Linked DNA regions of Mus musculus: region 2 is linked to region 1. The links are chromatin contacts, called in public HiCAR-type maps. All regions are on one chromosome and are shown on one strand. Each heading gives the region's core, a stretch centred on a gene start, on an enhancer-like site or on the middle of the called end of the contact. The rest is flanking DNA. Distances are from core to core; before and after follow the strand shown. Region 1 overlaps Kcnmb2 (potassium large conductance calcium-activated channel, subfamily M, beta member 2). Region 2 overlaps Gm42201 (a long non-coding RNA gene).

Evidence for each region. HiCAR-type assays count read pairs that join an accessible place to other places.
Region 2: a HiCAR-type map of PVALB interneurons shows a contact between it and region 1, with 6 times the contacts expected there. The contact joins two enhancer-like sites. A contact is called at or near these places in 1 of 484 Hi-C or Micro-C datasets (cortical neurons) and 1 of 115 datasets of contacts at active chromatin or transcription factors (PVALB interneurons).

What each region holds. Positions count from the first base shown.
Region 1 is chr3:31,989,688-31,994,364 of GRCm38.p6, reverse strand. All of the region lies in intron 2 of Kcnmb2 (potassium large conductance calcium-activated channel, subfamily M, beta member 2), which reads right to left. Among named protein-coding and RNA genes, the nearest start is that of Kcnmb2, 89 kb to the right of the region's middle. Within about 2 kb of position 2,489, at least 3 of the 459 cell types and tissues checked have an H3K27ac peak or open chromatin away from gene starts, as enhancers often do. A contact at or near this core is called in PVALB interneurons, where this site is marked.
Region 2 is chr3:32,315,097-32,319,773 of GRCm38.p6, reverse strand. The region is part of intron 1 of Gm42201 (a long non-coding RNA gene); the gene reads left to right. Among named protein-coding and RNA genes, the nearest start is that of Gm42201, 8.9 kb to the left of the region's middle. Within about 2 kb of position 1,948, at least 8 of the 459 cell types and tissues checked have an H3K27ac peak or open chromatin away from gene starts, as enhancers often do. A contact at or near this core is called in PVALB interneurons, where this site is marked.

The sequences.
Region 1 (4,677 bases), core at 1,240-3,739:
CGCTTTCCAGGCTCTGGGGTTACAGACAGGTGCCACAAAGAGTGTTTTTTTGAAGTAAATATTTTGACACAATATGTGAGAAGTGCCACAGTGAGGTGCAGATTAAACACTGTGGGAGTGTGGAGGCGGTGAAGGTTGTTTCCAGTAGGAAGACTCGGAAACATTCAGAGAAGAGGTGGCATTTGATTGGTGCCTCGACCCATGAACACATTTAGACATGTGGAGATAATGAGAGAAGCAATCTAGAAAGAAGCAAAACCAGGGAAAATATAAAAGAAATGTAGTGGTGTTCAGTAAGCTAGAGGCCTGTGTGGAAGAGATTTGAATGAATACAAAGGAAGGAGTTGGCTCGAATCAGGGCCTGGGAGTCTTGTAAAGCTGGCTTGAAAGCTTGTGTGGATTTATGCACAGGTCCAGAGGAACAGTTGAATATGTTTGAGAATAATGGTCTCTGACCTGCCCTTTGAGAAATGACTCTGGCCCTTTCCAAAATGGGCTGGGCTGGGGGTGGGGGTGGGTCAAGCAGAGGGAACATGAGGTGCTGACTTAGGTAGACACTGTGGTATCCACATGAGGTCTGGGCTAAGGTGCTGAAGGTGAAAAGGACGTGACAGCAGCGAACCACTGGAGAAGAATCAGCAGACTTCCACCCGTGTTCAGATGTGTTTCCACAAATAGAGAGGAGCCCATGGTTAGAAGGGAGCTGGCACCTTCAGCAGAAGCAGAAACAGAAACAGAGGGTGTGGAGCTTCAGGAATCATGTGAAATAGTTAAGTTTGAAGTTCATTTTGCAGAGACCCAAGCAGGTATGTCCAGCCAAAGGGTAGGAAGAGGGAATGGTCCAGCAGAAGTGGGGGCGGGGGAGGGGACACCATGCACAGTATCTGATGGAAGCCATGAGCTTCATCTACCATTGCTGATTGGCTAGAGGCCCCAGCTTTACCCTGAGAGTTTATTGGTGAGTTCTTCATTCATTCTTCCTTTGTAGAACTGTTTCACTTACATTCAGTGACATATATCTTTGTGTGGTGATTCAGATGTTTGTCTCCCTCTACAAGATCACTAATAGATAGGGAACCTAAGAATGCTCTCATTCAAGTAACTCTTGAGGGCTATTGGATACTACTGATGAGTCTATTAATCATATAACCTTCCACTTTTACCCATGTTCTACTCTATGACAAGTTAGGTATCCCCAAAGATCCTGCCATAAGATATTTGAGCCCGAGCATTCTGTAAGACTTCTCTAGCCTCAGGGAAAGAAGCAGCAGTGTTCAAAAGAGACCCCATTCCGAGAGGGGTGGCAGTCCTAGGAAGGTTCTGTGATGGCTCATTCAGGCTGCTTCTAGTATTTTATATTTGCTCCACAGAGATGAGGGGAAGAGTGGAATTGTCAACATATTAAGAAGGTGGGGGAATGTAATTTTCTAAACACACACACCCGTGTGTGTGTGTGTGTGTGTGTGTATGTATGTATGTATGTATGTATGTATGTATGTATGTATGTATATGTTTTGTGTGCATGCATGTTCATAGGTATGCATGGCATACTTGTGTTTGAATGTGTGTATATGTATGTGTGAAGGCCAGAAGTCAGTCTTGGGTATTGTAACTGTGGAGACAGGGACATGGTCTTTCACTGGGACCTGGACACATCAGTTAGACAAGGCTGACTGGTCAGCAAGCCTAGCATATCTGCTTGCTTCCACCTCCTCAGCACTGGGATCATAAACACATGCCACCAGACCTGCCTCTTTAGATGAGTGCCGAGGACTGAGAAAAGACCCTTAGAGTCAGCATGACAAGCACTTCACTGAGCCCTCTCCCAGCTCTGGGATCACACAGCTTTCAAGTCTCCAATACACTGTGGCATTACAGGGCAATGAGGTAGGAACGTGCTCCCTCTGTTTGATTTCAGAAAGACATCATTCATCTAAATGAAAGGAATGTCTGCACAAGAAGCAATCCAGGACAACTGGAAAAGTTGAATGGAATTATCTATGGATCTGTTGCTGCTTCTGAGGATCCAGATGCATTTCTGTTTTATGAAGTCCACAAACAATTAGCTTTATTTATTGTATCTAATTTAAAGTACAGAATGAGTCATATGAGAGTGAAGAAACCACACGCAGTGTGAGCTGTGAAGGTGGAATACTCCCCCAGTTCCCTAAAATCTGTAATGTCTACACAGTTATGAAATCATAGTTTTTCATTAACGAGTTGTGTTATTACACAATGGATACACTGATTATCATCAATTAGTAGGTAATGAGCAACAATCGAAGCATTGGAAATTTGTAATTATAGTCATTTATCATTGGCGATAGAGTGATATTTATGATTCTAATAAGTTAAAAGATCATTTTACACTGGAAGGCAGAGAAACCTTTGATGAATGGTTGGTGCATGTAGGAGACACATGGTGAATATCTGATCACAGGATATTTTAGTTCTCTGACTTGATCATGAACCCTTAGAGGAGAATGAATGTGACTCAGTAAACAGGGCAAGAGCCAGCTGTGTGTGATGGGATGCTGGTGTGGAGAGTTTTCGGTACCACGTATGCCTAATAATTTATAGAAACGTGTGCTGTGGACTTTCTCAAGAGCAGCTGCATGTAAACAAGCTGTCTCCTGTTCTTCCCTGTGCCTGGTGTGAAGAGTGAACTTACCGTGGGAGCCATGCTTCTGGGGGGGGGGGAGTGGGCATGTACACTCACACATATGTGAGATAAACTGTGCTTGCTGCAAAGCCACAATCCCCCAGCTGTCAGCATCTCCTCTGAGTAGCTTCAGAGAACAACTCAGCAACACTTTACATCAGAATTGTGCTGATGCTTCGCTCTCACAGGTGAACAGACTGGTTAAGCTTCCTCCCTAGGCAAGGGTGTTGGGTCATCTACAGGGCTGTTGAGCTGGGCTCAGTTATCCTTTCCTCCTGATCGTGGCTGACTTCCCTCCTGTCACTCCACCACAGTGGAGTACTACGTGGTCTAGACATTAAATCCTGCTGTATCCCAAACTGACAAATCATACACCAAAAGAGAGATTAATTTTAGTTTGAGGCACAGCAATCTAGGAGCTTCAGTACACTTTGGATGGGGCAGGAATAAAAAGCATCGATATTTTCATTGTGCAATGGCTACTGCTGTACCCTCCATGGCCAGTCTCCATATTTCCTATTTAGCTCAGGCCCAAGAGACCAAGATTTTTCCACTTTGAAGCCTTCATCTTTAAATATTTCAAGGCTCGAGTCTCAGAGGCACACACACTGATTCACGGTTACTCTTCTGCCTTAAGCACTACCCTCTGCGATTTCACATCAGAATCTGCCAGCTGTCTACCTTGTGGTTTGAGGGAGGCCAGCATTGGGATTTTCACTGCTGGGAAACTATCTTGGTTTCATCTGGGTGTTTAAAGTATGTGTTGTCTATTTGTTCTAGCTGGACGATCTTTGGGCCTCCTTTCCCTTGCTTGTTATGGAGTCAAAGGCAGAAGGGCACACCCCACAGTCAGGCAGAACCTCGTGTTTTGAGCCTTTGCATTAAGGCATGTACTTTTCCTGAGGCAGCATGCTCCTCCTGCTTATAAAAAAGTCTAAACCACCACAACCAAGCTTCGCCTCCTGATGATGCAGAATAATTCATTGTCTCAATTAAACTGCTTCCAGACCTGTTGCACTGGTGATAGGCTGTTGTGAATGCCAGATAAGTAGCTCATATTTTTATTTTAGCTAAAAACATCTTCTAGGAAGGCTGGAAGCTGTTCATGCCAGGAACCTGGGCTAGATTTTCTATTTTTTCCATATTTGCAGCTTCATTATGTTGAGTATACCTGGATGGCTTTAGCATTAAGTCATCCCAGTTAATTCCTAATAAAACCCAAATGAGTTAGTCAAAGGGGGCAAATTATGTTTTGGTGGCTTTGACTTGACCTTTTAATTTGACTTGCAACAGCTGGACTTTGAGTTTCTCTTTCATATTCTGTCTTCACTGGTTTCAGTCAAGTCTATCCACACATTATCATCTACCACCCATATATCATTCATCAATCATCCATCTTTCATCCATCATCTATTCATCCATGCAGCATGCACACATGTATCCAACTATCTATCCATCCATCCAGCATCCGTGCATCCAACTATTCATCATTTGTTAGCCATCCATCATCCGCCATCTATTCATTCGTCTAGCACGTGTGCATCCATCCATTCAGCATCCATGTATCTGTCTACCCATCTTTCATTATCTATCTATCAGCTATCTACCATCCATTGATCCAGGATACATACATCCACCCATCCATCCAGCACTCATGCATCTGTCTATCCATCATCTATCTATTCACCATCCATCCAGCACCTATCCATCATCCATCATCTGTCCATCCACCTATCATGTATGCATCTATCCAGCCAGCCAGCCAGCATCCATGCATTATCTATCTATCCACCACGATCCACCACCCATCCATCCTTCCATTATCCACCATGCCTAAACATGAACAGTAAGAATATCAAAGAATCCCTGCTGTGTGGACGAGAAGCTGTAAGTCTTTCTCTGCTTATTGGCTATAAGGGTAAACGGCATCTATGCTCTTTTAGCTATGAGACTGAATCCTCTATCTCTTGTTCTCAGTGTGGCTGTGACTGACAAAACTAATAATCTAGCAGTCC
Region 2 (4,677 bases), core at 699-3,198, 330 kb before region 1:
TTTTTTGTTTTTTGTTTTTTTTTGAAGCAGGGTTTCTCTGTGTAACCGCCCTGGCCACCTTGAAACTTTTATAGACCAGGCTGGCCTTGGACTCACAAAGATGTACCTGCCTCTGCTGGGACTAAGGGCCTGTGCCACCATGCCCACCTTGGGTTGGCTTGTTATTATTATTATTTTAATGGAGTCTGGAGATTGAACTCAGGTCTTCATGCTTGCCAGGCAGCCCAGCCCTAAATGTTCTTAATGCTGGCTTCATACTCTTCTGTTCTTCCTCCTCTTTTTCTTTCCTAGAGAGTGAGAAGGGTGAAGATGGTGGGAATGGGCAGCTATAAAAGTCCCATTGATTGGGTCATTTTTTCAGTCTAGTTGACTAAGGCACGAGATAGATGTTCAAAAAGAAATATAGGTGAACTAATACGTGAATAACAATAGCCCATCTCCAACTTGCAGGTGCGCTAGTAGACAGGGTGTAACATTGGGTCTAGACCACTTACATGCATGTGGGAGGAGTAGGCAATTACTGCTTTTATCTGTCTCACTATGTTATCTGTACCATGCATATAAACACCCTCTGCTGTTGCATGTGTTGCATATATGTGAGTGTGTGGTTGTGCCATAGGAAGGCATCAGATGTCTTTTTCCTTCACTCTCTGCTTTAAGTAACCCTTAGGACAGGGTTTTACTTTCTGAACTTGAACTCCTCCTTCAATCTATGCTGGCTGACCAGTGAATCTCTGGATCTGCCTGCCTCTGACCCAGTGTTGGGGTTATAGACATGCGTTCCCGTACATAGGCGCTAGGAATTTAAACGTAGGTCCTTATGCTTTACTGAACAACACTCTTACCCACTGAGCCATCTCCCCAGTCCCTTTTAAGCTTGCTGCCTTTCTAATTAACTAATAAGCAGGATCACTTAGTAGATTCAACACATTGCGTGCTGAGAGGTTCTGTAGACTCTTGTTTTCTCCTAGTAGGCACTTGTATCAACTGGGGAATCTAGCTGGTGCGGCTGGGAGGCAGAAAGCTTTCCAGCACTTTCTTCTGATCCAAGGATGGGGTTTCAATGTTAAAGATATTTGGTTTTGGAGACGACTTAAATATGTTTTTAAAGCAAATGCAATTGGCTTTGATCTCTGTCAAGATTAACGGTCTTAAGGCATTAGGTGGAATGGCTTTATATAGTAAAGAAGATGAAAAGGCGTTAGAGTTGGTGATAGTCACAGGAAAGTGTGTTCCAGGAATAAGGAGCCCTTATGAAAACACCTCAGTGGACTCTGGGGAAGAAAGGTCATGAGAGTAACTGAGAAAAGAAGTCAACCAACTGGGCTTACAATGGAAGAACTCTGTCTTGACTGGAGCGTTAGCCCCAAGCTTCTGCTGATGGTTCAGTGGCCTCAGTTTCCCTTTTCCTTTGCATTTCCTTCCTGCCCAGACGCAACCGGCAGCAGCTGCTTGGTCCCGTACCCTTGCTTGTCTGTTTCTTGACTGCTCTGTCAGTTGCACGCTGACACGGAGGAAGTTATGGTGGGGCGGCACATGTGGCAAGGTGCTGGCGGGAGTGTGAACACGTTAGCAGTTTGGCTTCATTTTCCGAGCTTCTAGGCAGTGAGTGTGAAGACAAAGCACACAGAAAGGGAGCAACAAGGGGGAGGCACATGGTTTACACATTTGGTGAGTTCCTTCAGTAGCCCAGGGAAATCAGGCTTAGAGCCACTAGCCCAAGGTCATGTTTTCTACTTCACCGGGAAGAGAAGATTCTTTTGCAGGTCCAGAGAGCTCGCTGGTCAGCCACCCTAGAGAGGAACGGGTACTTCTTAACTGGCAAAGAGGAGCCACTCGGCATAACGGGATATTCCAGTTGCTGGAGGTCAGTAGGAATATTCTAGATGTTAAAATCCTGCTGTGTCCACATTACCTTGTGAAGCCCTGCGCAGAGCTAACGTTTGCCGCCTGCCCTGCACTGCCTGCCTACGAACAGAAGAGGGCAGCTCACCATGCACTCATTATATACGGCTTACTTGATTAGAATTCTAGAAAAGGAAACCCGCCTTTGATTAAAAAAAAAAAAAAAAAAAAGGTAATGTTTGCTTTTCTAAGTGAACTGATGGCATGATTCTGCTAATAGTTTTGAAAATTTAAATGAATAAAAATGTCGTGTCATTCTCTAGCTTCAAGGGACTTCAGAGTTCTAGTGGGGACCAGCTGTAACAAACTTGGTCGAGGCTCTTTGTACCTGCCGGTCTTCTGCTGGCTAAGATGCTGGCTCTTCAGGTCGCTACTGAGAAAAGGAAGAAAGCAGGAAGGGGGAAATAAAGGAAGACAGAAAGAGGGGAGAAGGGGAGGAAAGAGAGTGAGGGAGGGAAAGGGAGAGGGTCTGTGTGAGGGGAGTATGGAGAGACGGGGGCAGGGCAGGGTACTGAGCCAAAGGCAGAAAGGAGTTTTTCAGCTGATCTGTCTGGTCTGATGGCATTACTTACCGTCCAGGGCTACCCAGGCAGTGAGTGCTGAAGTCAGGCTTAAAGACCAGGGTTTTTAGCATGCATTTCACATTATTTGCCCTCCAAGTCTTGCTTGGTCTAAGTCTGTCTTTGGTTTACTTTTGGAACCCTTTGCCATTCTGCTAAGGCATATACGTTGCTAGTTTACATTTTTCAGTAATTTGATTTTCTATGCTTTTTTGATCTTTCACTTTAAAGATTTATTTATTATTATTCTGTATATGCGTGCCTACATATTTTTACGTGTACCATGTATGTGCAAGTCCTGAGGAGGGCCAGAACAGGCCATTGGATCTGCTGGAACTGGAGCTACAGGCAGTGCGAGCTCACACGTGGGTACTGGGAACCAAATCTGACTCCTTGGTAAGAGTAGTGAGCACTCTAACCACTGATCCCTTAATATACACTTTATTTATTGAGATTTTATTTATTTTTATTTTATCATATGGGTATTTTGTCTGTGTACCATGTGCAGACAGTACCTGCAGAGGCTAGAAGAGGGTGTCCGATCCCCTGGAATGGGACTTAGAGATAGTTGTGAGCTGCAATGTGGGTGCTGGGAATTGAACCTGGGTCCTCTGGAAGAGCAGTCAGTGCTCTGAACCACTGAGTCATTTCCCCAGCCTGATAAGTAGACACTTTAAAAGCAGGAGAACACACTTAGTTTCTTTCCCAGGTTGTCCTGAGTCTTTTCATCTAATGGGGTTTAATTCAGATATTAGAAGATGAATCTAATAAAGGCAAAGTATGTTTGAAAGCAGGCCAGGTATTGGCATGGTGACAAAAACTCTGCTTCTTGTTAGCCTCTGAACTTTCTATAATCTTCATGGTAACAGGAGCAGTGCCTCTCTAGTGGCCCTGTTTGAAACTTGGAATTGATTGTTGTAATACCTCTGTTTCCATGAGGGCATCTAGAACATCCAAGAATTATTAAATGTTCAGGAAAAGACAACCCAAATCATATTTGCTCTATGAGATGTCATTTCTGAGCCTTACTGTTCTCCCCCAAACAGTCTCAGGCAAAGAGGAGGTATGGCTGCATCATACATTGCTTGATCATTAAAAATAGAACTTACACATTAAAAATATTGCACATTTTGAGGTGATTGGTTTCATGAGGTCTTATCAGATCATTCAATATAAAGTCTAGCATTGGCCTGGGGCTCCCTGGAGACTGTGATTTAATTATTCTGAAGTTCAAAACATTGGCTACAAGGGACCAGAAGGCCCTAGCTCTTCCGGTGGGCTTAGATTTCAGTACTTGTCATGGCTGAGATCTAGGGACCTTTCTGTTCTGCTAGATAGTGTTTAAGCTGTTTCCAAAGCAGATACCATATCTGGCTGTATTCTGGCCCATGCCCATGCACTTCCTGCTCAGGGTACTTATGGGCTGGCTCTATGCATCTGAAGCTAACATCTGCCCATGTTTCCTTCTTTATTATACTATGACTGATGTTTGCACATTCCTTTGTATTAGGCTCATGTCTTCTTTCCCTGTGAGCTCCCGCTCTGCCATAAATCCTTAACCATTTAAACAAAGATTTCTTTTTTTTTTTTTTGGACCACGGAGGGGAAATTAATTCTAAATGCATATTTTTGGAGAGGAACAAAACAGAGGGAAACAAAGTTGCTTAAGGGGATTCTAGTTACATTTAGCATCAATCTTTGTAGAACTGTAGTGGAAACTTGAAGAATTAATGAAAACGGTTACATATTTTAGTACCAATTCCTATTATTCGGTTTATATGGTTAAACAATAAAAATGAGGTTTAGTTGCAGGTCAGAGAGACTCCCTCCCCTCTGGTTATTTTCCACAGCACTGGGAGGTGCTGTGCAGGCTGCTGGGGGAGGAAAGACTTCACTGATCTTTCCCAGTGCTGGGCCCTATGTGCTACAACACCAGCCTTTAGGCAAGATATGCACATTGGTACAATGATGACCTGACTTTATAGGTGTTTCATGCCTAGTACTTTAACCTGGTCAAAAGCCTATGGTTGGGGAGTTCATAGACTCTAGGGAAGAACCTACTAATGTTTGGCTAAATGTGGTCAAATCGCCTTCTGAACATTTATTGTTTTATGCATAAATCTGGGCAGCTTTCAGTCTTGGTCAGAGAGGCTTCATTTTTTCTTTGGGAAGCAGATAAGGCCTCATAATTGGTCAAAGAATGGAGTAAATG